6 separate regions of the Mus musculus genome follow, and all the other regions are linked to region 6. Evidence: chromatin contacts called from public promoter capture Hi-C data. All regions are on one chromosome and are shown on one strand. Each heading gives the region's core, a stretch centred on a gene start, on an enhancer-like site or on the middle of the called end of the contact. The rest is flanking DNA. Distances are from core to core; before and after follow the strand shown. Region 1 holds the start of Tbx1 (T-box 1). Region 2 holds the start of Vpreb2 (pre-B lymphocyte gene 2). Region 3 holds the start of Gnb1l (guanine nucleotide binding protein (G protein), beta polypeptide 1-like). Region 4 holds the start of Slc25a1 (solute carrier family 25 (mitochondrial carrier, citrate transporter), member 1). Region 5 holds the start of Arvcf (armadillo repeat gene deleted in velocardiofacial syndrome). Region 6 holds the start of Ece2 (endothelin converting enzyme 2).

Evidence for each region. Promoter capture Hi-C pulls out the DNA fragments that hold promoters and counts their contacts.
Region 1: a contact with region 6 is called in a promoter capture Hi-C map of liver, with 5 times the contacts expected there. The contact joins the promoter of Tbx1 here to the promoter of Ece2 in region 6. A contact is called at or near these places in 5 of 39 promoter capture datasets (cranial neural crest, hippocampal neurons, liver and 1 more).
Region 2: a contact with region 6 is called in a promoter capture Hi-C map of pre-B cells, with 6 times the contacts expected there. The contact joins the promoter of Vpreb2 here to the promoter of Ece2 in region 6. A contact is called at or near these places in 2 of 39 promoter capture datasets (liver and pre-B cells).
Region 3: a contact with region 6 is called in a promoter capture Hi-C map of pre-B cells, with 2.9 times the contacts expected there. The contact joins the promoter of Gnb1l here to the promoter of Ece2 in region 6.
Region 4: a contact with region 6 is called in a promoter capture Hi-C map of pre-B cells, with 4 times the contacts expected there. The contact joins the promoter of Slc25a1 here to the promoter of Ece2 in region 6.
Region 5: a promoter capture Hi-C map of hippocampal neurons shows a contact between it and region 6, with 5 times the contacts expected there. The contact joins the promoter of Arvcf here to the promoter of Ece2 in region 6. A contact is called at or near these places in 1 of 39 promoter capture datasets (hippocampal neurons) and 1 of 115 datasets of contacts at active chromatin or transcription factors (astrocytes).

What each region holds. Positions count from the first base shown.
Region 1 is chr16:18,585,634-18,589,734 of GRCm38.p6, reverse strand. Tbx1 (T-box 1) reads left to right here and starts at 2,766. Exons shown (of 7, transcript NM_011532.2): 1 at 2,766-3,199. The coding sequence starts at 2,796. Gm35369 (a long non-coding RNA gene) reads right to left here and starts at 936. Exons shown (of 4, transcript XR_384718.3): 1 at 285-936.
Region 2 is chr16:17,978,951-17,982,803 of GRCm38.p6, reverse strand. Vpreb2 (pre-B lymphocyte gene 2) reads right to left here and starts at 2,239. Exons shown (of 2, transcript NM_016983.1): 1 at 2,194-2,239; 2 at 1,724-2,106. The coding sequence starts at 2,239. The coding sequence ends at 1,724.
Region 3 is chr16:18,497,205-18,500,795 of GRCm38.p6, reverse strand. It overlaps Gnb1l (guanine nucleotide binding protein (G protein), beta polypeptide 1-like), which reads right to left and starts at 2,083. Exons shown (of 8, transcript NM_001081682.2): 1 at 1,945-2,083; 2 at 1,656-1,750.
Region 4 is chr16:17,926,249-17,929,791 of GRCm38.p6, reverse strand. It overlaps Slc25a1 (solute carrier family 25 (mitochondrial carrier, citrate transporter), member 1), which reads left to right and starts at 1,573. Exons shown (of 9, transcript NM_153150.2): 1 at 1,573-1,806; 2 at 2,140-2,247; 3 at 2,326-2,425; 4 at 2,500-2,638; 5 at 3,052-3,136; 6 at 3,253-3,357; 7 at 3,488-3,543. The coding sequence starts at 1,713.
Region 5 is chr16:18,346,376-18,350,050 of GRCm38.p6, reverse strand. It overlaps Arvcf (armadillo repeat gene deleted in velocardiofacial syndrome), which reads right to left and starts at 1,869. Exons shown (of 18, transcript NM_001272029.1): 1 at 1,595-1,869. It also overlaps a transcript of Tango2 not described here.
Region 6 is chr16:20,627,674-20,631,533 of GRCm38.p6, reverse strand. It overlaps Ece2 (endothelin converting enzyme 2), which reads right to left and starts at 1,683. Exons shown (of 19, transcript NM_139293.2): 1 at 1,487-1,683; 2 at 1,096-1,182; 3 at 624-753; 4 at 222-437. The coding sequence starts at 1,525. Eef1akmt4-ece2 (Eef1akmt4-Ece2 readthrough) reads right to left here. Exons shown (of 20, transcript NM_177941.1): 3 at 1,096-1,182; 4 at 624-753; 5 at 222-437.

The DNA.
Region 1 (4,101 bases), core at 1,517-4,016, 2.0 Mb after region 6:
GGAGACAATAAGCTATCCCTGCTCAGGAAAGGGGGAAAGACCCTGTGGCCCACCTAATCTCCAAACTACCCTCCTTAGACCTGCCCTAGGCCAGTGGGACAGGTCACTGTCATTGTCAGTCCCTGGATGGCCAGCCACTTAGGGCCCAAGAAACGACCTCTTGACAGCCTCCCTTTCTTAGCTGTCTGTCCTTAAGCTTTCAAGGACAGGCTAGGGCACCAGTCCAGTTACACACACCATCCCCTCCCACACCCCAATCTATTATACAAGTCCCAGTTACCCACTTCTTGCAGTCATGGCCTTGATCCTTCCACTTAGTTGCTGCTACAGCCCGGGAGGGAGGCCTGAGACTGTCAAAACCCTTGGAGAGGCTGCAGGCATCCCACTACATTCTGAGTCTGTTCAGCAGAGAGCCTACTAAGTCCTTGACCGAAAGTCCTTGGAAACTGGGCCTTGTCTAGTAGAATCTAGGAGGTTCTAGGCTTCATATCCTGTGCACAAAGGGCATAGGCATACTGAACGGGTCAGAGAGGCCCCCGAGATAGTAGGCGAAGAGAAGGTACCAGAGAAGTGGGGCATTGATGTAATCATGTCTTGAGGCCCGAACGCTGAGGCCTGGTCCTGCACCTTAGCAGTTAGGCCTTTCGTGTGGGCAGGCTGGCTGCAGGGTGGAGAGGGGACAGCACCCCACCATGCGGTCTGAATTTCTCCGACGTGTCCTCAGCTCCCTCGGCCGGTCAGGCCCCGCCCCCGGTCCTCCCTGCGCCCCGCTGGTGCGCAGGGAGGTCGGAGGAGCGGGCACTGCCCACCCTCCGGATGTAAAAGCGTCCTGGCCAGAGGCGGGCGGTGCGCGCGGGGTGCGCGTGACGCTCGGGCTCCAGGTCTTGTGCGGCCTGGGCGGCGTCCCACGGCTCGCTTCCCCACCACGAAAGCAAGCTGACCCAAAGGGCCTGTAGGGGCAATTGCTGGTGAGGTCCAGCTCTGCGGCACGGAGGGACGAAGGACTCCGCAAGCCCTGGGGCTATCTGCCTGTGGCCTGTGCGAGAGCCGGAGCTCTCTTACCCAGGTGCAGGGGCCGCCGGGGAGGAGGTGGAGGCAGGTGGGGCCAAGCAAGGGCAGGGCTAGACTCAGGCAGCATCTCAGTGCCTCGCCAATGCCCTGCCATCTCACATTGGGACTGAGTGTTCGAGACATAGAAGCTTCTTCTTGGGGCTGTAGACTCTGGTGGTGGCTTCGCCGAATAGAGGGGACGCCCAACCTCCGCAAAAGCTGCAGGATGTTCAAGGGGCGTTGGTCACACAGGGCCCCGGGAGGAGAGACCAGGGACAGAGAGCTTACAAGGCAGGAGGGCCCTGAATTTCCAGGGTGCTCCAAATGTTCGGACTCCTGGGCTAATATTGGCTGAAAATGGGGGGGGTCTCATGACGCCATAATCCCTTGGGCCCTGGACCGGCGGCTGTGAGTGGCACCACAGGCCCCCGCCCCCGGGCCCCCTGCGCTGGGCTGGGCGCGGTGCGGCTGGGCGTACGCAGTCGGAGGCGGCGCCGGTCAGGCCCGGGCGCCTATGGACGCGCGGAGCCCGCTGTCTGCCCGGGCCAGCGCGTTCAGCATCGCCTCTCTTGTTGCAGCCGAGGCCTCGGAGGGCACCGCCCACCGGGGCCCCAGGCCCTCGGACCGGGCGAAACTTCGCCGGCTACCAGGATCCCCAGCCGGGATGCACTTCAGCACAGTCACCAGGGACATGGAAGGTGAGCCCTTCTGTCCGCGTCTATACTGTCAGGCCGCCCGCCAGTCCCCTGCTGTGAGGCCCTGCGGCCCAGCGGGTGGGAAGGAGCTCTAGGCCGGGTGGGCTCCAACCTTGAAGCTGGGACTCTGGGACAGGAAGAAAGGGCGGCATTCCCCAAAGTCAGTCCACCCACCATCCTAGGACTCCAACTTCTGGGATTGAGCAGTCTTCTGAAGTCTGAAGAAGGGGCGCCTTTGAGCTGGAAGAAGCAAAGATGGTTAGAGAAGAGTCAGGGAACGCAGTAAAAGGAGGGGGCGGGGGAACAAAAACAAACAAACAAACAACAACAACAACAACAAAAACCAAAAATACAAATCAATGAGAGCAGCCAAGAGGGGAAAAAAAAGGAGAAAACAGAAAATATGACAAAGGTGAGAAAGGCAGATACACGCAAAGGAAATAAAGATAACGAAAGAGAAAATGAAGGATAGGATAGCTTGAGACAGAAATGTAACTTCATTAAAGAACAAGAGAAAGGCTGAAGATTCATTTACGATTGAAAGGGCAAAGACGAATAGTAGAGAACACACAAAAATAAGAGGAAGAAGTTAGACGGAAGGGAAGACATGAAAATTTGAAATTGGAGAGAGTGACACCGAGAAAAGAGAGAGGCAGGGGGTTTAAGAAGAAGCTGGAGCGAGAGAAAGGAGACAGAATGTGAGAAGTTGAAACCAGGGACACAAAAGGTAGAGGAAGAAGAACTTGGGGAGCGTCTGGCACAGAAGAAAAGCCAGAGCGCGCTGGCGGCGGGGAGGGCCGCGCACCGGCCCGTCGTCCCCGGAGCCGGTCGGAGCGGTCGGGGGGCCCGGGCCCGCGGAGCCTCGGCGGGGGAGGGGCGGGGGGAGGGGCACGGGCTATTGTCTCGGCGGGGCGGGGCGGGGCGGGGCGGCTCCGCGGGGCCGGCCCGCGGGGTGGGGCGGTGCGGCCCGGGGCGCGTGCGGCGCAGCGCCCGCCACTCGGCCCGCCGCGCGGGACGGCGCTCTGATCAGCGGCGGGTGGCCTTCGGGTCATGATCTCCGCCGTGTCTAGTCCGTGGCTCACGCAGCTCTCGCACTTCTGCGACGTTGCAGCCTTCGCAGCCAGCAGTCTGAGCGGCCTGGGATCCCCGTCGCCTGGCGCCGACCCGTTCGGCCCTCGCGAGCCGCCGCCACCGCGCTACGATCCGTGCGCTGCAGTCCCCGGTGCCCCGGGCCCGCCGCCGCCGCGCGCCTATCCTTTCGCGCCCGCCCCCGGGGCGGCTGGCAGCTCGGCGGCGGAGTCCGAGGGTCCGGGGGCTAGCCGCGCGGCTGCGGTCAAGGCTCCGGTGAAGAAGAACCCGAAGGTGGCCAGCGTGAGCGTGCAGCTGGAGATGAAGGCGCTGTGGGACGAGTTCAATCAGCTGGGCACCGAGATGATCGTCACCAAGGCAGGCAGGTCAGGCGCCCCTTCCCCGCGCCCCTGTCCACGTGCGTTCTGTGCCTCTGACTGCGTGTCAGGGATGCGCAGGAGCCCGGCTGAAAAGCGGATGAAGGTGCAGCGGGGCCACCTGCGAGTCCTTCTGGCCTCTCTGCTGACCCGGCTCCAGCGACAACCCGCGGAGCGCCAACCGCGAGTCCTGGGACTCTTCGAATTCGAGGGAAATCTTTGGGCCGAATGTGCGCCCGACTGCGGCGGTTAGGCAGCTGCCACCTAGGAAACTCCCGCGTGGGTTTCGTTCAGTATGTAGGGCAATCCAAAGAGCAAACATCCCCTAGGTGTATGGATAATTTTAGGAAAGAGTTAAGACCCTTAAAAGCCATTGCGCTCATTTTCCGGGAACTCGAGACCTGGTTTTCCTGGGCCTCAATTTTGGCCGCTTGTGGGCCCGGTTCTTCACAAGCCTGGCAGGGTATCCGTGCCAGTGCCTGGTTATTTGTTTTCAGGGCCGAGAGGGAAAAAGGAACAATTGCAGATGCTCCCGATTTGACCAGTAGACAAAGGCGGGTGCTGGGTTGTGTCTAATGTACACACCAGCTCCGTGGCCAAGGAGGCTCAGGGCCTGTTTGCAAAGCCTTCTCGAGGTTTCTGTTTCCCTGCTGTGCAGCCCTCCCTGGGGAACTTAGGCCTGTCCTTAGCTGCTGCTCTGTGGATTTTCTCCAGGCTCTTTAGCTGTCCATACCACCCAACACAGCCTCCTGAAGACAACAGCGGCTTGGCCTTCTGGTCCGGGCAGGCAAACGAGGGCCGTGAATGTCACTGGAGGGATTTAGAGGAGAGGGAGGAAATAGGAAAACATACGCTGAGCCTTTTGCAAACAGGTTCTTGGGGAGGCTCTGGCCAGGTCTTGAGAGTTGAAG
Region 2 (3,853 bases), core at 990-3,489, 2.6 Mb after region 6:
ACAGCCATCTGTAATGGGATCTGATGCCCTCTTCTGGTGTGTGTCTGAAGACAGCTACAGTGTACTCATCATATATATAAAATAAATAAATAAAATCTTTAAGAAAGAAAGAAAGAAAGAAAGAAAGAAAGAAAGAAAGAAAGAAAGAAAGAGAAAGAGAGAAAGGAAGGAAGGAAGGAAGGAAGGAAGGAAGGAAGGAAGGAAGGAAGAAAGAAAGAAAGAAAGAAAGAAAAGCTGTAAAGGCCCTTGATGAGACCCCCAAGCGTCTCTGGAACCCAGGCAGGAGCTGTGCACTCCTCCCTGTGGGACTGTGAAAGGCAGCCTGCTTTCTGGTCAATCTAGGTTTAAACCCCAGAGACCCAGCAGGTTCCTGCAAGGGACAGAAGGTCATTTGCCATGCCCCCAGACACCAGGCTCCTGACACAAGGCCTGAGCTCCATTCTGTGGCCATCAGTCATGTAGGGCAATACCCCAAGTCCCTGGTATTCTCCACCCCCACAGTTACCTGGCAACAGCCAGGTAGGCCTGGCCCACTATTAAAGGGGATGCTTGCCCCCTTACTCTCTTACTCTTGCCTTCCTCTCTTGCCCTCTCTCTGAATTCCCTTCCCCCCTAGCCCTGTGGTGGCAGACTGGACATGGGCACCATTCTAACCCACACCTCCCAAGCAAGGTTGGCCTTCTGTGGTAAGGACCACATTCTGCCCTGCCTGCCCCCCCCTCTCTCTCTTGTTTTGTTTGTTGTTTGTTTGTTTGTTTTTTGAGACAGGGTTTCTCTGTATAGCCCTGGCTGTCATGGAACTCACTTTGTAGAACAGGTTGGCCTCGAACTCAGAAATCCACCTGCCTCTGCCTCCCGAGTGCTGGGATTAAAGGCGTGTGCCACCATGCCCGGCTCCGGCCTCTCTCTTTAAGTTAGCTTAAAGCATCATCTATGGCTGCTTCTTTGCTCTAAAGATAGAACTGGATATTTCAACACAGTCAGGATGGTCCACAAAGCCAAGGCTGGTAACACCCGGCCTTTGGGGAAATGCTGGCTAGCCCATCATTCCTCTGCAGAGAAGGTAGATGCATCTTGATAACCCTGGGGCCTTCATGGCTATTCTGGAGCCATCTGGGGAATGGCTCACATTGGAGAGCATGTGCTGTGTACTGCATCAGGGAGCAGAGGCCACACCTACATTGCACATGACAAAGGTCTGTCCATCCCAAACCATCACTAGTAACAATGAGGGGAACCTGCTCCACACCTGTCACTTGGCACCTGCTCTCCCCCAAAGTAGAGGCTCAGGGATGGCATTTGCTGGGCTCCTTTGCTCGGTAACTGTGGAGATGACAACAGGAGACCCCGTCCTTTGCAAGAAGGTCCCCCTCCAAGATGCTTTTATCATCCATTTGCCCCGTGATCATAACAATAGGGTTCAGACAAATGTTCTGCCTCAGAGATGGGTACCTGGCCAAACTGAGCATGACCTTTGACCTAGCCAGCTCTTTAACTGGTTCTGAGATCACAAACCAGCCAGACCAAACTCAGTAAAAACAGCTTTAATTCTACGATCCAGCCTCCGATGGGGGCTCATAGCAACACCGCAGAACAAGGAAAAGCTGCATAACTCCATCTTCTAGGCTCTGCAAAGCCCCACATTCTACCCCTCCTTCCCATACCAGACTAGCCGAGCAAAGCAAGCTCTGTCTTCAGTTCAGGGTCTGAATGTCTCCAGAGCCTAAGATCCCAAATCTGTATACGACTTTTCTCCTTCCCACTCTCTCTCCATTCTCTTCTTTTCGTGGCTCCGGAGCCCCACAGCGCAGTAATACACAGCCTCGTCCTCAGGCTGCAGTTCAGAGATGCTCAGATACCCCAGGTTCCTGGCCGTATCTTTGGACCCGGAGAAGCGAGGTGGGATATCGGGACCCTGGTGCTTGTCTGAGTGTGAGAAGTATCTCAGCAGGAACCTGGGAGGGTGGCCCGGCCTCTGCTGGTACCAGTAAATGCTGTAAATGCCAATGTTATGGTCGTTGCTCAGGGTACAGGAGAGGCGGATGGTGGCTCCAAGGGAAGAAGATGCTGATGGTGGCTGATGCACCATGGGCTGAGGGCCACAACCTGAGAAGATAGAAGCATGTCCATCACTGGGGCAGAGCAAGGCCACAGGAGGAGCAAGGAAGCCCTGGACCCCAAGAGTTCCCTTACCTGTGAGGTGGGCCAGCAGCATGAGCAGGACAGACGTCCAGGCCATGGCTCCAGACCTGCAGCACCCTGCCCCCTACAGCCACTGCTCCTGGGACCTGACCAGCTGGGAAGCACTTTCCTTCCTGCTTTGGGGAGAGGGTCACTGCACCCCTGGTTCCTGCTCACCACCCTCCCAGGTTTTCTGGGCTCTGTAACTCTGTCACTTACCAGAATGGTCTAATGGAAGCCTTTGTGGCTCTGGGTTTGACCCAGGGAAGCATTCTGGGAGGAAGCACCTGCTGGAAAGTCATGGGCCAGAACCCAGGACTGTGGGCTCATCTCCCTGAGGGAGAGTGACCTCAACTCCCCCTGAGAGGCTGAGCCCCACAGAAGCAGATCTGTAGTTCACATTTAAATGCCTGGTGAATGGAATGAGAGGTTAATAAAAACCATGTCTTCATACAGCAGGAAATTTGGGGTCTCAGAAAGAGGAGAACGCTCTGATTCCTTCTGAGCTCCAGAAGAGCCTGCAACCTGAATCTTCCCCACCAAGAACAAAGTGGCTTAAAAAAGAGAAAATAGCAGGGGGCCTAGCTTCCTGCCTTCCCACACTCAGCTCACTGCACATGTGTCTACGACAAACTAAACTGTATCTCCATCTTACAGTGAAGCCATTTTCTCCAGTGGACCTATATGTGCATTTAGGAGCTATTAGAAATAATTAAGCTTAAATGAGATGGGGGGCGGGACCTGAAAACAGAAAAGTTGTAAAGATGCTGTGGCTGAGGGAGGTCAGGAGAAGGTCTCCATCTCTGTGCTGAGACATCCTGTGTCAGGTCCTTTCTCTGGAAAGCTTAGGAAGAACCTGCTGACACCCTGACTTTAGACTTCCCACCTTCAGAGATAGAAGAGAGTTAATTTCTGTTGTTTAAACCATTTAGCATGCAGAACCTTATCCCCTGCAGCCTTAGAAAATGGATACAGAAATATCCTACTCTGTGTTGGCTACAGTAATAAGATGTTATCCATCAGGTATCAAATAAACAACAGAAGCTTATCTTTTACACATCTCAAAGTTGCAAAGTCCAAGTTCAGGGCTCCAGATCATTCTCTCCTTCGTCTTTCGGATCATCTTCAGCTCCTGCTGAAGCCTTGTTTTCTGGCTTCCGGAGGCTGCACCTGTTTCTGACCTCACATGACAAGGGAAACGGAGCTATGTGGAGCCCTCTTATAAAGACTTACAATCCTCAAAGGCCCTGCCCTCTCCCCATCACCCTGAGGGTTCCTATTTCAGCCTGTGAATGTTAGAAGACACATATTCAAACCATAGCCAAAGTGACTCCAGAGTGTCCCCAAGAGCCTCTCCCACATGCTCATTCTCCTACAAAAAGCTGGAGTTTCCCTACCCTTGAACCCTTCTGCTGCCTATGTGACTCCTCATGTACCAAATAACACTGAGTCATCTTGTCTGCCAGTCACACATGATGGGGTCCACCTGAATAAATGAACCTATGTCTGGGCCAAGGCTGGAATCTATTCTACCTGCATTCTCACAGACCAATATCATCAGCACCAAAGAAGAGTAGGAAGACCTCTGCAGACACAGGGCACTTTGAATAGCCTTGTCCAGTCATGGTTGTAACCATGCCTGACCTGTTGCTCCTACCTTCTCACACATGCT
Region 3 (3,591 bases), core at 834-3,333, 2.1 Mb after region 6:
TTGGAAATAAGACAAATGCTGCCTACAACTTCCAAGGTGTAATGACAGATGTTGTCAATCCAGATCAGAACATCAGGGAATTTTGGGGCAATGACAGCAGCAACTGTCATTTGTCCCATTTGTACTGAATGCTGACCACACACCACCCACAAATTGGGTACTATTATCATTGGCAAGAAGAACGGCAAAGTGATGTGTATGCAGTCACACACCAACTAGTAAATGATAGTAGAGGAACAGAACCTGGCTGCAGAGACGAGCTTAGCCACAGATCACTTTGAAGGTTACGGACTACCCTTCTACTACTTCAGAGTGGAGTGAGTGGGCTCTGGCTGCCTCAGCACTGTAAACTAATAAGAACAGAGCACACCAAAACACCCCTGCACACACAGCACCAGGCACACCTGGCAGACAGAGGCATTACAAAACTGTCTTGCTTATCTGTCTCCTCCTGCTCCCAGCATTTCCAGAGAGACCACCTGCAGGCAAAGCTACCCAATCCTGAGCACCTGTCCCTCGTCTTCATCCCAGTCAATAGCCAAGCACCCTCACCTCCACAAGTGAAATTCTGATTCCACTTGGAGGCCTCCTCCTGTGACCTCCAGCACACAGGCTGAGCCTGGAAAGTGCCTTCTGTGGTTGGATCTATCTGTATTCCAAGCTATGGTCACCAGAGGCCAGGCAAGGAAGGAGGACAAGGAACCCACCTGGACTCTCACACTCTGCTCCAATCTCTCTAGGGAGGGAAGCCCACCACTTGGAGAGCTCCTCTCAACTCTCTTCATCCCTATACACCTAGCCCAATTCTCCGCAACTCTCTCCTAGGAGCACCAAGTTCTGCACATGCCTTCACACCTGGCTTTCCATGTGTTTACCCCAAATCCAGAGTCAGTTTCTCCAAAAAGGCATAGCAAGGTTCATCTTTCACCAGCACCTCCCAACTGGCTTGTAACACTCAGCTGTCAGCACCCCCAGTACCTACTTCTACCACCCAAGCATTTCAGAACATCTCTGGTAGACCCTTGACTCACACCTGAAAGCCCAGCCCTTGACCTGGGATTCCCACCATAATTATCAGCCAGACCCAGTCTCTCAGTGAGTAATTCCCACAAGCCAGGCCCCACTCCCCAAAGTTAGGCTGCCCACAAACACCATGTTGCATGCCCAGAGCCCATGTGCCACCAAGACCTCTTGCCCCAACTTCGAACCTTAGATTTTATCTGCCTACCTGAGTGCCCCTGACAACCTAGGAAAAGAGCCCCTACCCCTGCGCGAGCAGTCAACTTCTGCTGCTTCCTTACTGAGATAGTCACTAGCTTTTTGAGCTTCATGATCATCCATCCCATGCTGAGGTCTCATGCCCTCAGCATGCCTGTCTGTTGAATTCTCTCGCTTCTCTCCGCCTTCCCTGCCTGGCACTAGGTAATTTCGTTCCTTTTCCCGGGCTGGACAACAATCTAGAAGAAGACGCAGGGCCGCGGCGCACGGTACTCTTCCTCCGAAGTTCTCTGCTCCCGAGACCCAGGAGACCCGGGAACAGAACATGCCCAAAGCCACCATGTGAGTGGAGGACAGACTACCTGCACCGCCCGCCCGCCAGAAACGCCATGCAGGACATTCAGCTCTTAAGCTCCGGGACAACTAAGTCCACCTACCTAGGACTGCGCCAGGAGGGGCCGCCAGGATCAGAGGCTCCGCTGGAGAACACCAGGCAGAGGGGCTTCTTCCGAGGGCAGGATCCCACCGCCACCTGCAAAGGGAAGAGCGAGATCAGGTGAGCGGGGACGGGACTCTTCAAGACAGGGCCCCTACGCCGGCTCCCCACCTCACGCCTCCACACAGACCCCGCCGCGAAGATCCGAGCCTAACGCAACCGGACCCGAGGGTCTTGCTGCCACCTCGTCGGCCACGCCCCCTCGGCGTGCGCGGCCACCCCCGACGTACCGGCTCTGGCGCTCCGCACGCCCCAAGTTAGCCTTCCCGCGGGGCTGCGCGCGCACGTTCGGCCCACCGCGCCTGCGCCGTAAACAGCGAGGCCTCCATCTCGCAGAGGGTCACACCGCGCCAGCGCGCCAGCGCGGAGGCTGATGGGAGCGCGCGCACCGTACTAAGTGGAGAGGCCCGGTGCGCAGGTGCTGGGTGGTCCTGGGTCCCACTGGAGCAGGCAGGGGGCGGTTCTCATGCGTTGTGAGTCCTGGAGGACTACCCAGAGCCGGCTTGGGTCTAAAGGCTAAGGGCGTCATCAGGCCTCCGGTACTGAGTGGCTGCTGAGCCTTCGGGCCTGGGGAGTATTTCTCTCTGAGTGGCAAGTGTCTGTCTTTTTGTGTGTGTTTTGTCCCTCCTCTTCAATGCCTAGCAGCTACAGGCAAGCAAGCTAGCGCGCTACGCAGCACTGTCACTTTAGAGAGGCCAGGAAATGAGCCTGTGTGCCCCTCACATGCATATGCATGGCTTGTCCCTGTAGCTCCTCTGTGTTCTTGTAGTGTCATCCATCCCACAACCAGGACATGTGTTTAGATGGGTCTTGGACCACGAACAGAAGGCTTTGCTGCATCCCATCTGAAAGCAAGCACACACATGACACACCACCTCCCTGTTTTCCCTGCTCTGATGACTCCTTTCATGAAAGATCTCTGAAATGTTATCTGCATTTACACCCAAACGCACTGGCTTTGATCCTTGAAAGGGGAATCAAAGATCACATTGTACCTTCCAAGGGTCTGTGGGCCTTTCAGTAGCTCGGGCCAAAAGCAATAAAAGTGGCACCCAGCCAGGAAACACCTCCTTGAAGTGTGAATGAAACTTAGCTTTTTTTTTTTTTTTTTCAGTTGTATCTTTTCTAATTGACCTGATAATTTAAACTTCCTCCCTTAAGGGAAGGGTTGTTTCTGTGAATTCCAATCACCCTCAGGCCCAAGCAGCTTTAGCCAGTTAATAGTGAACAGCAGGCTTGTGCAAAAGACTACCCAACTGTCGGCCTTTTTCCAAACTGCCTTTTGGGGGTTTTCTTGTTTTTTTTTTTTTTTTTTGGTTTTTCGAGACAGGGTTTCTCTGTGTAGCCTTGGTTGTCCTGGAACTCACTTTTTAGACCAGGCTGCCCTCGAACTCAGAAATCCACCTGCCTCTGCCTCCCAAATGCTGGGATTAAAGGTGTGCGCCACGCCCGGCCACCTTTTGGGTTTTATTTTAGGGCATCACCTCAAATGTCCACGACAAAAGTTAACATAGTAACCATTGTAAAGCATACAGTTCAGTAGTAATATTAATAAATGTATTCTCGAGGCTGTGCAACTATTGCCACCATATCCAAAACTATTTCATCACACTAGAAACTATCCATTAAGCACTGACTCCTCGTCTCCAAACCCTGAGCTCCCACCATTTGCAGTCTGAATTTGACTGTGTACCCCATGTAATTGGTGCTCATGAAATGTCCATTTGTGAATGTATTTAATTTCATATATTTTCAGGGTTCATCCATGCTGTAGTATGTACCTGAATTGCCTTCTTTTTAAGTGCTGACTGAGAGACTGGAGAGAAGGCACTGACGGCTCCTGCGTAGAACCTCAGTCTGTTTGCCAGCACCTACAC
Region 4 (3,543 bases), core at 324-2,823, 2.7 Mb after region 6:
AGGATCCCAGTTGTGACCAAGTGTGGCAGTCATGTGTCTAGAAACACTAGCACAGCCAGCATTTTTCTTACCTCCATGCCCAGCTGTGGACTGCTGCTGTGACCCACCAGGCTCTGGGAGAGTTCCTTCTCACGTGTGCTAGAAAGGGCGTTGAATTGAAAGCCCACCCAGGATTGCATGGAACAAGCCCTCAGAGGCTGTTGTATCCTGAATATACTGGGTGTAGTGAGTACTAACACTGGTGGGAGAGGAGGACAGGATGCCAGCTGGCCTTCACCAGCTGTTGTTACCTGAGCTAAGAGTCCAGTTGTGTGTGTGTGTGGGGGGGGGGGTGTTCCAGCTGCACCTCTAGCCTGGCCAACCTCCCACTGGCCCCCAACTGCCATCCCCATACTCCTTGCCTCCAGACATCTGCTGGCCCAGTGCCTTAGGCTCTGATGAGTGGAATTGATCCTGTTCCTTCTGCCCCTCGACCACACAATGGCATTCAGTACAAGTACTACAACCCACAATCCCCCAACCCGACCCCCCCCCCAAAAAAAACCAGCAGAAGCCAGACTAGCTATAGGCTCTCCTCTGCTATCCTACAGGCTTACCCTATTAATACTCTACAGCGCCTGCCTACAAGGAGCCTCCTTTGAGTGCTTTTGTTTATACTGGGTAATGTGTCCACACCCAACCCTCAACCCATTTAACCTTTTCTGGGAAAGGAATCACAAAGGACTCCAACTGGGAGGTACAATATCTGGGCACTCTGTTTTAGCTAAAGCCCTGTGATAGCTTCTGAGCCAACCCAGAGCTGGGGGAGATCACTGACCACCCCCAGCGACTGCTTCCTTTCAGACAGCAGGGAGGTGGACCCTTAGGCCTCCAAAGGTCTGCAAAGACTCCTGGGAGCTTCACCCCAAGCCGGCTAGGGCTGCCCCCTCCAGGCGGCTTTGAGGATATGTGTGGCAACAAAGACTTCTCAAGACTTTGAGCCTCCTGCCGACCATAAATATTAAAACATGTTTATCAGAGCAAAGCAGCTCTGCCTGGTGATTGTGTGGGTAGGCGGGACAAAGGCCAACTTAATAGGCCCTTCAAAGATTCGCTAGAAACTGAAAGGAAGGGAAACCTGCATTTGTCGGGGGAACCTGCCTAGGAAAATTCTGTTTCCGGACGAATCCGGGAAGGGCAGAGTGATCATCGCACTGCCCGGGAGGGTGCACGAAGGCCAAGCTCTGTTATTACAATAATTCAGAAGACTGAATTCACGCACCGGGGTGGATGTGTCCCTACATCGCCCCCAGGATCTCGAGGCCCACCTTAACCCCAAGGCGCGCTCCAGACGCACGTGTCTCTAAACTGCACCTTGACCCACTGCTACCCGCCTTGGCTTAGCGTTGCTGTCCGGAGACCACGCCTCCGGCGGGGTTCTCCGTCTCCCCGGAATCCAGCACCGGCCATTGGCTGCTCTCAGCTCTCCGCCCCGACGCGTGCCCCAGTGCATCCCGCCCAAGCCTCAGTTTCCCGGCTGGCACGGGGCGTGGCGTGGGCGGGGCTCAGCTCAGGCCACGCGGGGCGGAGCCCGGGAGCTGACGTGACCACCCCGCCTCCCGGACCAGAATTGGTCGTGGTCTCAGTAGCCTCCGGCTCCGCTGCTTCCCGAGAACCCCGCGCCGGAGGCTCGGACCCGAGGTCGACGCCGGGCGCCTCTCCTCCTGCCCGCTATGGCTGCGCCTCGCGGGCCCCGCGCTCTGTCGGCCGCCGCGCCGGGGTCCGGGAAGCCCAAACTGACGCACCCCGGGAAGGCAATCCTAGCAGGTGGGTCACTCGGAACCCCAACTCAGAGCCTGTCCGACAGCGCTTCCGGGTGGGCCGGGGACGCCCAGGCCCCGCCCAACTTCCGGAGGGGCGGAGGTGTCGGGGTTGCGACCCGGGACCCCTAAGTCCACTCGTCTGCTGTCGCTCAGAGTCTCTTGGGCACTCCAGGCGGAGACCACCGGGTGGGGGCGTGGGCATCGTCGGGACGCTGGCAGCGACGCGGGCAAAGTCCGGGCGGGGGAGGGGCCGCGCGGCGGCGGCAGCGGTGGCAGCGGTAGCGGCTGGGTCCACCGGGCAAGGGTGTCCCTAGCCCCAGGCATTTGGTCCCCACAGGCGGCCTGGCTGGAGGCATCGAAATCTGCATCACCTTCCCGACCGAATACGTGAAGACGCAGCTGCAGCTAGATGAACGAGCGAACCCACCGCGGTACCGGGGCATCGGTAAGGAGGGACTCCCGGGGGTGGCTAGGGGGACACTGCGGAGCAGAGGAGCTAGGGTCTTGACCGCGCCTCCCGTAGGAGACTGCGTGCGGCAAACTGTCCGCAGCCATGGCGTCCTGGGCCTGTACCGCGGCCTCAGCTCCTTGCTCTACGGCTCCATCCCCAAGGCGGCTGTCAGGTGAGACTCTGCTCTGTTGAAACGACCCGGAGGGAGTGGCCGCAGCGGGCCCCCTCACATGTCTTCTTCATTAGGTTTGGGATGTTCGAGTTCCTCAGCAACCACATGCGGGATGCCCAAGGTAGGCTCGACAGCAGGAGAGGACTATTGTGCGGTCTGGGTGCCGGCGTGGCAGAAGCAGTGGTAGTCGTGTGCCCTATGGAGACCATCAAGGTGAGGGATTGAGCCTTTCAGGGGTAGCCAGGGTATCTTCGGGCTCCCAGGTTTTAATGGCATGTGCCCCCATGGAGGCTGTCAAGGTGGGAAGGGTCCCCACACATATGCACCAGGTTCGTGGTAAATGGTGGCAGAAAGGGTCTCCTGTGGCGGCTCATGCGTAATAAAAGCATGAGCGAAGTCTTCAAAGCATAACTCACTATTCAAAGTCTAGGAAATAGCAAATGTAACGCTGGGGAAACCCTCTGAGGTCTTGGGGCCTATGTGTAATGGAACTCAAGAACAGCCTAGGGATTTCCTGCAGAAGAGCTGGGAGTCCCCAGCTTTGGCCTAACGTTGGTAAGGTCTGGGTCTGCCAGATAAAGTGCAGATGTGGCCAGGAACCAGGGCCATTGCTTCCTTCCTTTTAGGTGAAGTTCATCCATGACCAGACTTCCTCCAACCCCAAGTACCGAGGATTTTTCCACGGGGTTAGAGAGATTATTCGGGAACAAGGTAAGCCTGGAGAATGGAGACCTGCTAAGTGGGACAGCATCTACTTGAGTGGCTCCCCCTTGACTGCAGGCAGGGCCTGGAAGGCTCCAGCTTGACTCCTGTCTGCCTGTCCCAAGGGCTAAAGGGAACATACCAAGGCCTTACTGCGACTGTACTGAAGCAGGGCTCAAACCAAGCCATCCGATTCTTTGTCATGACCTCCCTACGCAACTGGTACCAAGGTACACCAAACCCTGAGGGCAGCTTATTCCTGGAAGGGCAGGCACACCCTACCCCAGGTTTTTCCTAGCCTCCAAAGCTCCCCTCTGACTTAATCTTCCCAGTATTCTGACTGCAACTTACTCCATCCAGGAGACAACCACAACAAACCTATGAACCCACTGATCACGGGGGTCTTTGGAGCTACT
Region 5 (3,675 bases), core at 620-3,119, 2.3 Mb after region 6:
GAGCTCAGCCTGAACCCCTGTGCTGCACAAAGAAGGATGGGGTACGTCGTCGCCCTGCTCCTGTGGAAGCCATGCAGAGGGTGCCTGGGACAAGAAAAGGCGACCTGGAAGGGGAGGGGAGGGAGAGAATGAATGTCGGGAGCCACAGAGCACAGACTGAGCGGGGAGGAGTGTAGCAGCTGGGACATGGGAGAGCCTTGGTCACCAGCGTCTGTGCAGACAAGTGCTGAGGATGGCACATCTAAGAGGCCCCAAGTGGGCACTGGCTTGGCCGTGCTCGGAAGCACCTCTGTCATCATGCCAAGTTTTTCCTGCCTGACCCCAAATGGAAAGTGGTCATAGACAACAAGAAGCATCAAATACCTCAGATGACACAAACTTGTAGGTTCAGGCCTTTTCAGATAGCTAATATCTCTCTAGACCACCTGTTTCTGAAGCAAACTTAACCTCAGAACACAGGGACCAACTTCAACATCCTGGTATATCCTCAAGATCCTGAGACACTCCCCAAAGCAGGCAACACTTGCTCTGGATAGACTACCCGGGTCCTGGACCAAAAGAGAGGTAGAAGGACTGGGGATCCCAGTGTGGAATTACAGGCACTCAATGCATAGCTGGTCCTACTTAGGGAAAAGATATTCCCAAAGACAATTTGGGTATGGCTCCATCCCTTAGCTTTATAAAAGTAAGCATGTGTTTTGCATTTCGGATTGTTAGCCCACATTAAGAGTCTAGCCTAAGAGTTAACACAAACAGAAGCATTTTCTTTCTTTTCCATCATTTCTAAATGTCTGAATCCTCAGAGACAGTCCCCTAGTACCTTAGACACTGATACCTGACACTGAAACAAATAGTTAAATATTGAATATAAGTAGCATTTAATTATTTAAAAATTAAAAGGGGAAAGCCATGGTATCCAGGCCTCCTGAAGCAGAGCAACTCCAGACTTGCATATTCTCCAGGGCTGGTGTCCCACTGAGGAATGTAGGGGTATCTAGGGAGGAGATTCAAGCAGGGACACCAGACAAGGGATTCCCAGCAGCGCCTCCTCTCTCTTTTGTGAGGCCTTAGGAGCATCGTCGCTGCGTAGGGACATTCCCTTGGCATCGCCAAGACCCTGCGCTCACCAACAGCCGTACCACCCCGGGAAGTTCCCCAGCCTCGCCGCCCGAGTCCTGGTAAAGTTTCCATAGCCGTCGGGTCCCTGCTTGCAGGCTCTGCAGTGGCTCGCGGAGGGCAAAGCTGTGGGAGCTGGGTCCAGTTCATCCCGGAGGCTGAACAGCCCGGAGGCTGAAGCCGGCGCCGTAGCCAGGTTGGACAGAGCCCTGAGGTCATGCACAAAGGGACCCGCCCCCAACCACCCGGGTCTCTGGGGACCCGTCGTGTGCTAGAGCGCGGGTGAGCAGAAGAACCAGCTTCCGAGCCCCACCCAGACCTAAAGTCCGAGCCCAGGACCCTGTCCCTATCTTAGTCCGCATCTCAGTCTAGACACTATACCAGCTCGCTCCCCCAGGACCTACCCCTAATCCTGGCCGGGGCCCGAGTGTCCAGCCCCAGGCCCACAGCCGGACCCCGCCCACCCGGCCGAGCTCACCTGGCGCGCGGCGTGGGCGGCTCCGCAGCGCGGCCTCCGCCCCCAAGACAGGCGTCCCCAGGTCCCCCGGTGCGCGGGGAGCGGCCTCTCCAGCGCCCAGCACCGAAAGTGGCTCCCGGGGCCACAACTTGTGCTTGTGAGGAGGTGAGGGGGGGAACACTCCTCCTCCCCTACTGGAGCAGCCAGCAAGCAGGCTAGCCCTCCTACCCCTCCCGCTGCCCGTGCGCAAAGCGGACCTGGCCGGAGACGAGGCCTCCGCCCCGCCCCATCCAACTGCGAATTTTCCCATTGGTAGAGAGACGCGCCCCGCAACCCGCACCGATTGGATGGATGTGCAGAGATTGCGGCTTGCTGTTGGGTTCCTGGTATTGTCAGTCTTAGCCCAGGTCGGCCCCCTAGCAGAGCAGGCCCTGACACCTGCCCGGAATGCTGTGGCTGCAGCAGCTGCAGGAGGCTCGGAGTTGCCCCCTCCCGGCCATCTTCAGAGGAGTTCTGGGGATAGTAGGCCCTGAGCTGGAACTTGCAGGGCAGGCGGTCACTCCCGGATTCCAGCAGCGTTGTCTCCATCTCCACCCCAAGTTCCCAGGTATCCTGCTGTTAACCGGACATTGAGCGTCGATTCCTTTCTATTGGCATAGAATGGTATTTATCTTACACTCCGCAAGTGTAAAGATAAATCCCATTTTACAGATAGAAAATTGAGGCTTTAGGCAACCAGGGCGTGAACCCAGTCGTTGGACTTCCAGCCTTGGGGGCTCTCTCACTGTCCCCATAACCCCTGCAGCAAGGACGAACAAGGTCAGCTAGGCTGGTACAAAGTGGGGATGGTTGCAGTGATTTTGAGGGCAAAAGCAGACTCTAGAAAAACTAGAGCTTTTTTTCTTCTATGAAGCCTGTATTTACAGAGCCTTTGGGCACTCCCTACAGCTGCATGAGACTGCTCTTTCCCCGGGGCAATGAAAAGCGTCCTCTTCCCGGGAAAGGGGAATTATGTGTTTATCTCTTCCCCACTACACCCTGGTGTCCCGATTTCCTCTGCCCTGCTTTGAGTCTTGGAGAAATATCAAGGAGCTTTATCCACTGCCTGAAAAGATAAACACATATTTCCCTACTAGGTAAAGCACACCAAACACATCTCTGCAGTGACATAAGGCAGTGGAGGGGACCCACGGGGGATGCTGTAACATAAACAGGAGATGGAAGTGCAGACTGTGGAAATGAATCTGGCCTGTGCTTGCTCAGAAGCCTCTTATCCTGAGTGCACTGGAAATGAGCAACTCTTCTGGGCTGTCGGTGTTTCCCAAGGCCCCTTACAGATAGTGCTAATGGAGGCCAGGGTGTGTGTGTGTGTGTGCGTTTGTGTGTGTAGGGGGTCTACCCAGATGGTCATATTTCACCCACCTATGCTGAGTCCAGTGTGCTCACCCAATAAGGGTTGCTTGGTGAAGACAAAGAAAGTAAATGCCTGGAGCAGGAGCTCACTTCTGGGTCGCCTACAATACAAATTGATACCAGGAGCTTTTCAGAGTCAAGGCAGTTGCTACTAATCCGTTGGTATTGCTACTTGAAATGAACACCATTTGGCATCCTGGTATTGAGATATTGTTGCAGCTCTGGCAAGGCAGAGTGAGCAACTCTAAGAAAGCAGAGTCTTCCAAGAAGGTAGCTCTCTCTAGGTAAAGCTGTAACTACAGCTCTCTACTAACTACAGCTGTCTTTCTGGTTAAGTTGCTGTGTGGTGGGGACTCTCTTTCCTCAGTTAGAAGTGGATTTAGTCAATCCAGCTCTACCCTGGCCCGTACTCATCCTGGAGCACCTCTCTTGAAGACCCCATAGCTCTGGATCATACCACTTCCCCATACTTGCTGATGGGACAGAGGCTGAACAGGTTTTTCTCTGCTAGAAGAGGGCAAAAGGGAGACATAGCCTCCCAGTGTAGGAATGTCCCCTTTTAGAGACCTGGCTGCTTTAGAGCCTGATCATCAGCTGCATAGAGGAAATCAGGGTGGATAGAGACAGCTCAGATAGGTTTCAGGGCTGCTATCTTACAGTCTCCTTACCAGGGCCAATAATGAATATCT
Region 6 (3,860 bases), core at 434-2,933:
GCTTTCCCTCCTGTCTGTGGATACCCTCAAAGGAGCCCCTGTTATTCTGCCCCATCTAGCCCACCTCCAGTTACTAAGCTTTCCTGCTCTCTGCATACCCTCCCTCAAGAGCTTCACAGAATGACCCACCTAATTCTGAACTTGTGAATATTTATTGAGTACCTACTAAGTGCTGGACCATGTGTCAGACAGGAAGCTTTCGATTGACAGTCTTCACTCACCAAGTAGGTGCTTCAGTATGGCCTGGTTCTGGTCCCAGAGGCTGTTGAAGGTGTTCCAGCGAGAACGTCCATTGGGTAGAGGGTTTCTTCGAATCCAGCCTCCACAGGAGAACTGGTAAAAGTCCTGACAGGGGCTCACCCCACGGTCTAGAGACTCCAGGATTTTTCCAGCTACTCGAATGCAGGCTTCTGTGACGCAGGTGCTATGGGCTGGGTCTGTGGCAAGAGACATGGCAGAAGGCAGGAGACTATCAATCGGGGTGGAAGAAGCAAAACCTTTTGAGAAGCCGATGACAGCAGGAAGTTGGAAAGGCTAGCCCCAAAAAGAAAAATATTGAGAGGACTTTCAGGTTTTGGCCCCCCTTAGCTGTGAGGGCTGCCAACAGGTGTGAACCCACCTACCTCTGTGGACCCACAGAGCCACGAGGCAGCCCAAAAGAAGGGCAGCCAACACTAGAATGAGGCCTGCCAAGACCAGCTCCAACTGTGTGTGTGAACCAAACAGTTGTCTTGTCCTCTTCTGGAATCCCACCTGGGGAACACAGGACAGGCGCAATTGAGTTGCATCGCAAGGACCCAATATCGCAGAAGTCCTCCCAGAAAATAAAGATATGAAGAAGGTACAGCCAGTTTCCAGAGTGATGGAGCAAATAGCGAGTGGGGGTTAACTTCGGGCCCAAAAGCAAAGAGGCAGGTGGAGCCTGTTTTGTGCAACGTCATGGCTTTGAAATGCCTCACTACAGTCCTGGCGCAGAGGCCAGAGATGGAGTGGAAACCAGGACAAGCGACCCACTAGAACAGCCACATGGTTACTGCAGGCAGGCATCATGCCAAAGGTGAGGCCTGATGAGAAAAGGGGAACCCCTTTGCCCACCTCCAGTGAGTCCCGGGTGGCCCTGCCTTCAACTGTAATCTCTGGTGATTCTTCATCCCGAAGCTTAGCACGTTTGTACTCCACCATCTGCAAACAGTTCGGAGCACCAACTGAGGTTGGGCAGCTAGGCCTTCTGCCCAAGGCCCTGCTCGGGTGTCCCTCGCTGGACCGGCTTCCTCCTTTCATGCACAGAGGGACCTTCCCCGGGTGTCAGACTCTCAGACTAGGGTCCCCTCTGACACCATCCCTCTCCAACCCGCAGAAGAAGCGCCATCACCGAGGCAAGCCGGGGTCCCAGCCAGACGCTGCCAGTTCACTCACACCCGCCCCTCCACACTTTGTGCCCTCTCCACCCGGGTCCTCTCCCCTGGAGTCCAGGGCCATCACTCACACTGCCTCCGCCACCCAACTCGTGCAGCGCGACGTTCATGGTGGAGTGGAGCAAGGCCGGGCCGCGCCTTAGGGCTGGGCGAGGTTGACCCGCCCAGGAACTACGGCCCAGGCCACCCGCTGAACCCCGCCGCTGCCCTCCATCACAGTCACTGCTGCAGCCCCTGGCTTGGCCGCGGCGGCCCGGCTTTCTCAGGTCTCCCCGACCCAGCGGCGCGCCCGGGGGTGGGAGCGAGGGGGAGGGGCGGAGCGCGCGCGGCTCCCCGCCAGCATCCGCGCCCAGACCACGTTCCGCGCAACCGCTGCTCTCCATCAAGCCTGAGAGCCCCTCAGGCAAGCCACCCATAATTTGCTTCCATTTGGTTGAGGCCCAATCATTGCTAATTTTTTTTTTTAACCCGGACTTTCCAAATTTCAGGCCTTCAATACTTTTAAACACCATAGAGGAGTTATGTCCCAGAGAGGAACCCCTTTACCTAGCAGAATGTCTGCAGGGTCTTTTTTTTTTTTTTTTTTTTTTACAGCAGGAAACCACAGGCAGTTCACCTCTATACAGGTGTCCATAGGATATCTACAACAGCACAAGGCTCCAAGCACAAAGAAACTCTAAAGCAACTATTCTGAATTTTCACAATGTATATACAGAAAAGCCCACTGTCATTGGGGATACACACAAGCACATACCAAGTGTTACGGCAGCATGCACTATACACACAGCTCACACTAATGCCGCTCTTACACATTGCTTCAAGATGGCACTTTCACTCTCCAAGATAATTGCCGTCATCGGATCATCTCATAAAGGGAGGGTTACAGATGGTGACAAATTGGCAGGGAAAAAAACAGCCATGCACAGATATTTAAAGAAAAGACATGCTAACACTTCCAACTCAGGAAGGCAAGCGATTTTATTTGGGAGGTTTACAAGAGGGAAAAAAAAAATCACCAAGCAATATTTAACTGAAACGCAACAGTGTGGTATCCATGCATCACCATCTGCCTTCCATATTGTCATTCCTTAAACAGGCAGGCGAGTGTTACAGTCTGTTGCGCCAAGGAGTGCCTCATGTTTTTTACAGTGCTGCGGAGGGAACGGGGACACCAAAGCATTGCCTCCTCTTCCTCTCCCTAACCAGGAGAATACCAAACCGTGATCTGAGGCAGCCTTAAGTAGTGAGTGGCAATGGATACTCATTTATTGATTCACACCTAAGTTCTCAGACATCTTATTGCAAGTGGTGCTAGCGTGGGCTATTCTTGAGACTGAGAAACGATGCAAGATGAATGGATTTGGCTGAGAAGTGCTAGACTGCTTTCTTAGGAACTGTTCCATCCCCAAATTGCATGTTCTCAAACAAGACAGAGCACAGTGTCACTGTTAGGATGAACAATTCTGGGTTTAGACTCAGTTTCCCCATCTGTAAAATGGAAATAAGAGTAGTATTTAGGCAGTGGTGGCACACTCCTTTAATTCTAGCACTGGGGAGGCAGAGGCAGTTGGATCTCTGAGTTCAAGGCCAGCCTGGCCTACAAAGTGAGTTTCAGAGGACCCAAGGGTACACAGAGAAACCCTGTCTCAAAACAAACAACAGCAAAAAAAAAAAAAAAAGGTATCTAGCTCAACTTGTGTTTCCGTAATTAAAAAGAACAGTAACTGCACATAAAGAGTGTATTGTGAGTCAATCTGGTTTTCTCCAGATACTGGGTATTAAACCAAGGGCCGTGCACCCGCTAATAGGTATTCTACCTCCAGATTATTTGGGACCTTAAAAAACTCATTTTGGAGGGGAACGCCAGGGCCAAAAAGGGGGAGTGGGTGGGTAGGGGAGTGGGGGTGGGTGGGTATGGGGGACTTTTGGTATAGCATTGGAAATGTAAATGAGCTAAATACCTAATAAAAAATGGAAAAAAAAAAACTTATTTTGGGCCTGCATCGATGGCTCAATGGTTAAGAACACTGGCCGCTATTCCAGAGGACCTAAGTTCAATTCCCAGCAGCCACGTAAAGGCTCACAACCTTCAGTAATCCAAATTCTAGGGGCTCCAACACCTTCTACTGGGCTCTGCAGGCACTGTACATGATTCACAGACACACATAAGCAAAACATCCGTACACATAAAATAAGAATAAATTAAATTTCGAGGCCAGCCTGGTCTACAAAGTGAGTTCCAAGACAGCCAGGGCTATACAGAGAAACCCTGTCTCGAAAAACAAAACAAAAAAGAATAAATTATATTTTAAAAAAATAAAAAATTCAAATAATGTTTTCAGGGATAAGGTGTTTAAAATAAAGTCTATTTTGGCTGAGTATGGTGCTTCACACTTTTAATGCCAGCACTTGGGAAGCAGAGTCCAGTGGACCTATGTGAACTCA